Linked DNA regions of Sus scrofa: region 2 is linked to region 1. The links are chromatin contacts, called in public HiChIP or PLAC-seq maps. All regions are on one chromosome and are shown on one strand. Each heading gives the region's core, a stretch centred on a gene start, on an enhancer-like site or on the middle of the called end of the contact. The rest is flanking DNA. Distances are from core to core; before and after follow the strand shown.

Evidence for each region. HiChIP or PLAC-seq counts read pairs in DNA pulled down with a chosen protein or histone mark.
Region 2: a contact with region 1 is called in an H3K27ac HiChIP or PLAC-seq map of alveolar macrophages. The contact joins two enhancer-like sites. A contact is called at or near these places in 1 of 5 promoter capture datasets (liver), 4 of 47 Hi-C or Micro-C datasets (fetal heart ventricle, heart right ventricle and liver) and 2 of 2 datasets of contacts at active chromatin or transcription factors (alveolar macrophages and skeletal muscle).

Annotation. Positions count from the first base shown.
Region 1 is chr2:117,859,246-117,862,253 of Sscrofa11.1, reverse strand. NREP (neuronal regeneration-related protein) reads right to left here. Exons shown (of 7, transcript XM_021084633.1): 6 at 1,014-1,091. Among named protein-coding and RNA genes, the nearest start is that of YTHDC2, 140 kb to the left of the region's middle. Within about 2 kb of position 1,648, at least 9 of the 83 cell types and tissues checked have an H3K27ac peak or open chromatin away from gene starts, as enhancers often do. A contact at or near this core is called in alveolar macrophages and skeletal muscle, where this site is marked.
Region 2 is chr2:117,937,780-117,940,654 of Sscrofa11.1, reverse strand. No RefSeq gene overlaps it. Among named protein-coding and RNA genes, the nearest start is that of YTHDC2, 64 kb to the left of the region's middle. Within about 2 kb of position 1,499, at least 9 of the 83 cell types and tissues checked have an H3K27ac peak or open chromatin away from gene starts, as enhancers often do. A contact at or near this core is called in alveolar macrophages and skeletal muscle, where this site is marked.

The sequences.
Region 1 (3,008 bases), core at 399-2,898:
TTTAAAATTAATTGCAAAATCAATAGGTCAGTGGTAAAAAGTACAATCCTCCTGCTTAAGGTCAAATTGATATTTACCCTAACAGGCAAAGTCCAAAGGTATCTACAGCAAAAACTGGTGTTTTGTTGGTTTATTATTTATTTTTTGAAATGCTGCTAAAATCAAAAATGCAGATTTTACAAAGTTTCTTACAGCAGAGCAGTGTCATACCTAAGACATCAGAACAATGAAAGCATGTTAATAGAAAATATTTTTAGGTCTAAAAGTTAGAAGATAAAATATAACAGTTTTTTAAATGTTCTTTCTGTTTTGTTTCATGGGCAGACTTATCAGACATTCAGGCATTATTACCAGACAAAACTCATCATCTTATATTTTTAAGGTTATCTTTTAGTTAGATATCTTCATATTTGAGTTTATCTAACCGGGAACGAAACAAACAAATTAAAAACCTATAAAGTGTACATTTGATAAACTTGGTTTCATGATTCTTAAATGAAAATTTGCTTTGGACTTTGGACTTGTCAAGAAAGAAGATAACATGGACGGTAAGAGTCACAGGATTTTAGGATGTTCTTTTTCTTTTCTGTAGTATATGTTATTTCCAAGGTCATAATAGTATCAGGTTAATGGATTATTGTAGTATAATATAATAATGAGAATTTTTTTTTTTTTGTCTTTTGTCCTTTTTAGGGCCGCACCCACGGCATATAGTTCCCAGGCTAGGGGTCCAATTGGAGCTGTTGCTGCTGGCCTACACCACAGCCACAGCAATGCCAGATCTCAGCGGTATCTGCGGCCTACACAACAGCTCACGGCAATGCCGGATCTTTAACCCACTGAGGGAGACCAGGGATCGAACCCGCAACCTCATGGTTCCTAGCCGGATTCGTTCCCACTGCGCCACCATGGGAACTCTAACAATGAGAATTTAAATGAAAAGGAAGTAATTTTAAAAAATGGTGTCTAAATTGAAAAAAAAACCTGAACAAAACGTCAGTTAGAGATCTTACCTTAGGAAGCCTTCCCTCCATTTCCTTGTTTGGAAATGGTTCTTGACTGACCCAGACAGAAAGCTCTGGGTAATAAACCTAGAGAGACATAAAAGCACACATATTCAGATTAAAAACAGGATCCACTCTGAAACTGCGTGGGGTCAGCTTAAGAAGCTCAAGTCTCCCCAATGGTCACTTATTTCCCAGTTGCATCTTAGGGTGCTGGGGAAGCCCCCGAGCTCTTTCAGACTGTCAGCATGCTTCCGAATGTACGCTGCACTCAGGAGAGTGTAGCTCAATGTCTTCTGAGATGAAATCCAACAGAGCAGAGATATCCTTCAATGTTATCATTAGCAAGCAAAGTGGTAGCATGAAGTTAACCACTGACCGGCTGAGCAAACTAAGGCACCGGGAGGCTTAATTTTCAAAGCAACCTGTGTTAAGTATCCTTGCAAAACTCCATGTTTATGAGATAAATGTACCATATCCCCACCAGACATTGTGAAGGGTTATCCTGATCATCTGTTAGAAGGCTCAAGATTATGCACAAAGCATATGGAGGAAAGGAACAAGCAGCCTGCAACCTCCCCAGATGCACGTGTCCACCGACAAGACACTCTGCCCAGCTGCCTGGAAGTCGCAGTGTCTGAGAGAGGGGCAAGGCAGGGAGCTGGGGCAGCACGGCCAACAATGATTCTAAGAATACTAGCTGATGAGGGGGGGTGGAGAGACTGAGTCCAACTGAGTGACTCTTCTTTCAATATTAAAAAGGGTTATTATTCTAAGACCAGCTGTTCTCCATCTCTGGTAAAGACAAGAGGAAGGGGGGTAAGGACTTAAATTACAACTACAGATTTAGGTCAGCTATAAGGAAGAACTTGGCATAAGAACTGTTAAATTACTAAAAGAATTTAGAGGGGAAAACTGTGAAATCGTCCTTAAGAATTCAGAAACCAAATCCAACAACCATCTGTCAGGGCTAATTTACATTTGATACAGCCCTGCTTGAAGGGAGGGGAGAAAATTAGATAAGATTCCCTCCAGATCTGATTCTCTAAATGTTGTAAATAAATAATATTAAGAATCACAGCTTGGGGTTCCTGCTGTGACCCAGCGGGTAAGGATCCACTGCTCTCCCTGTGGTGGTGTGGGTTCAATCTCTGCCCTGGGGCAGTGGGTTAAGGATCCAGCATTGCTGTAGCTGTGGCATAGGTTGCAGCTGTGGCTCGGATTCGATCCCTGGCCCCAAAACTTCCATAATACCATGGGAAGGAAAAAAAAAAAAAAAAGAATCATAGCTCGTTAATAGGTTAACGAACAGATTTATATGTCTTTTTTTGTTTGTTGGTGGAAGCACTAGATATGGTCACCTAATCATCGAGGGTAACTTAATGTTTTCAATGTCCCAATGGATCCATTTGGTCAGGGTGTCTGAGACAGGAGATGTGGATGGCCGTGCTGATCTGTGGGAGAGTCTAACAGAAATAGCTCCACTCCAGTAACACTTATGACACGTCCCAGTGTACAAAGCAATTTTACACCCGTTACCTTATTTATCCTGATGATAAGCCTGTGACTAGGTCTTACTATTACACAGAAGAGGAAATTGAAACTCAGGAAGGTCATGTGACTTGCCCAATGTCGCACAATGTAGGATAGGACTCAGATGCAAACCAGGTGTTTGGGTTCTAAATTTCAGTTCTTCCCACTATCCCAATGCTCCCAAATGATCCCAGAAGGCAAACTGCCTACCACCTCTCTTTGAAAATTACAGGAGTCCACAGCTATCACACATACTTAGGTCTTACATTTGAGAGCTCATCCTACAAGAACTGGTTCTGTCTTCTGACTCTGGACTGGTTCTGCTTTCTAGACCACTCTGTTTCCTCCACCCCAACCTTCTTCCTTTTGCTTAGCTTTCCGCTTCTCTGCCTAGAGAATTCCACCATCTGCCTTGTTTGGGACAGAGAGCCATCCTTGACATTCCCTTTTAAGCAAGAATGGGCGAAGGAA
Region 2 (2,875 bases), core at 250-2,749, 79 kb before region 1:
GGATGCAGGTTTGACTCCTGTCCCTGCTCAGTGGGTTAAGAATTCCATGTTACCATGAGCTGTGGTGTAGGCTGCAGATGCGGCTCAGATCCCACATTTCTGTGGCCCTGGCGCAGGCCGGCAGCTGCAGCTCCGATTCGACACCTAGCCTGGGAACCTCCATGTGCCATGGGTGCGGCCCTAAAAAGAGACAAAAAAACCAAAACCAAAACAAAACAAAAAAAAACCCCAAAACAAAAAGCAGCTCTTGTCCTCTAAATGGCCTGACCTGGGCGCTGAAAGGGCATACAGGCAGTGTGGAAACCAAAGAAAAAGTGAAAGAGATAATACACAGCAAAGAATGCATGACGCATATATGGGCAGCTTAAAGAATAATTACAAAGTGCACAACCATAGAGCTATCTCCCAGGTCAAGACCTTGAATTTTTCCAGGACCCAGAAGTTCCCTTGATGTCCTTCCCTCTTACCACCAGAGTCCCTCCCCTGAGCTCAGGGACGCATTATCTTAGATTCTTCAAAAAACTTTATAATTTTGCCCTTTACATTTAGGATTATAATCAATGCTGAACAGATTTTTGTGCACGAGATGAGGTACAGATCCAACTTATTTTTTTTCTCATTTGAATCCTCAATTGTTCTATGCTCACCATTTAATAAAAGCCTATATCCTGAGTGCTGCATAAATCAATAATCCATCTCTGGGTTGTGAATATATTTATTCTGCTTTCAAGAGACACTTCAGAAGTTCATTAATGTAAGCCTCTGATTGTTCTAGCTCCCCTATCCTTGAGCCTTTCCAATGTTGGAGACTCTCCAAAGTAACTCTCTGAGGGTGCTTTCACTGCGGCCCCGAGGTGGTTCAGAGATAAGTAACTTGCTCAAGGTCGCCCAGCTGTTTAGTGGTAAAGCCAACATTCTGTGCATCTGCCCTGCACTCTACTCTGAAGCCTAAACGTCTTCCACAGTGATGGTCAGTGATCTGTCTCTGACCATTTTGGCCCCAGGCTTTAAGGAATCCTGCTGCCTAAAACTTGTGCTGACGCATCCTGTCCTCCTAGACACGTGGCTTGCTCACTGGCTTGCTCTCTCTGTCTATCTGTCTGGAGACGTGTCTGCTGATTGAATTTGAATTCTTTGTCTATTTAAAGAATCAAATATCAGTCAGCCACTCAGGCGGCCCAAGCCTCAGGCTCTTTGCCTGTGCTCTTGCCAAGAGATCTTGGCCAGGTCTGGGGTTTTCCCAAAAGGGCTTGATAACTTGATACACACTCTTCAGCCTAATTTTCAAACTGTGATGCTTTCCTGAGCCCATACAGGTAGTTGATTGTGCAGCTTTTCCTTTGTGTGCAAGGAATGTTTCGTCATCAGCCCAGATTTACCTTTCCCAAAGGTATCAGTGAGAGATGGCTACCCCTGGGAACAGGAGAACTGATTGGAGGAATGGAAATGGGTCCTTGCACTGACGCGCGTGGCTTAGGTTGCCAAGCAGGGCTACATTTTCAAAAGAGATAATTATCCAAGGTCTATTTCAGAGCCAAAATCTAGTTTATGAAAAAGAGGGGGTTAGGGGTCATGCCATTCACAATGAATTTGCCAAATCCTTGATCATGAAATATTCTCAGAATGTGGGCAATCATTTCTGGGTAACCCCACTTACACAATAGTTCCCAAAGCTGCCAGACACACTGGTATGAAATGCTTAAGTAAGGTCAACAAACAATGTGGGAGTTCGTTGCCTTTCTCTGAAATATCTTACTGCCTCTGAATATGAAAAAGCTGGGTTATATTTCCTGCTACAAAAGCACCTATCAGAGTGTGGCCATTAATACCTTGTGCCATCCCTGTGACATTGCCACAGCTTGCCACAACCCCCATGAGGTGGGATATTTGTTTAAATACTTTGCACCTCTTTTCCCCAAGACTCCTCACTTGAGACATGGTAGCTAAAGGCCAGCAGCATTTTGGGAAAAAATAGTTCAAGTTTTAACAGAGTCTGCTCCATGCCTGGTGGACCCTCACCATACAGCCTTAAGTTTCCTGGCAACTTATCAAAAACAAGATGACTTTAGTTCTTAGCACAGGCAGGGTATTCTGCTGGGAAATGAGGTAGACAATGAGAGGCCCTGCCTGGGTGTGTAGTAACTTTCCTTTTTCTTTTCTTTTTTCTTTTTTTGCTTTTTAGGGCTGCATATGCAGCTTATGGACGCTCCCAGGCCAGGGGGTCAAATCAGAACTGCAGCTGCCGACCTACACCACAGCCACAGCAACACCAGATCCAAGCCACATCTGTGACCTACACCACAGCTCAAGACAATGTCGCATATTTAACCCACAATTCCAGGCATCAAACCCACATCTTCATGGATACTGTCAGATTCATTACCACTGAGCCACAGTGGGAATTCTCCCCTTTTCTTTTTATTAAGACTCAGAAAGAGCCTAGCTTTCTCGAGGCATGGAATATTTACACTGTGTACCACCAGGTTCTTCACTGCCAGTCTATAACATGAGGATGTTTTTGATATACCCCTCATCTTTTCACCCCCCATTTTTTAAAAATTAAAATATAGTTGATTTACAATGTTCTGTCCATTTCTGCTGCACAGCAAAGTGACCCAGTCATACACATACATACATTTTTTTTCATGTTATCTTCCATCATGTTCTACCACAAGTGATTGGATAGTTTGCTGTGCTATAGAGCAGGACCCCATGGCTTATCCATTCTAAGTATAATAGTTTGCACTTACTAAGCCCAAACTCCCAGTCCATCCTACCCCCTCCGCCTCCCCCTTGGCAACAAGTCTGTTCTCTATGTTTATGAGTCTGTTTCTGTTCTGCAGATAGGTTCATTTCTGCCATATTTTAGATTCCA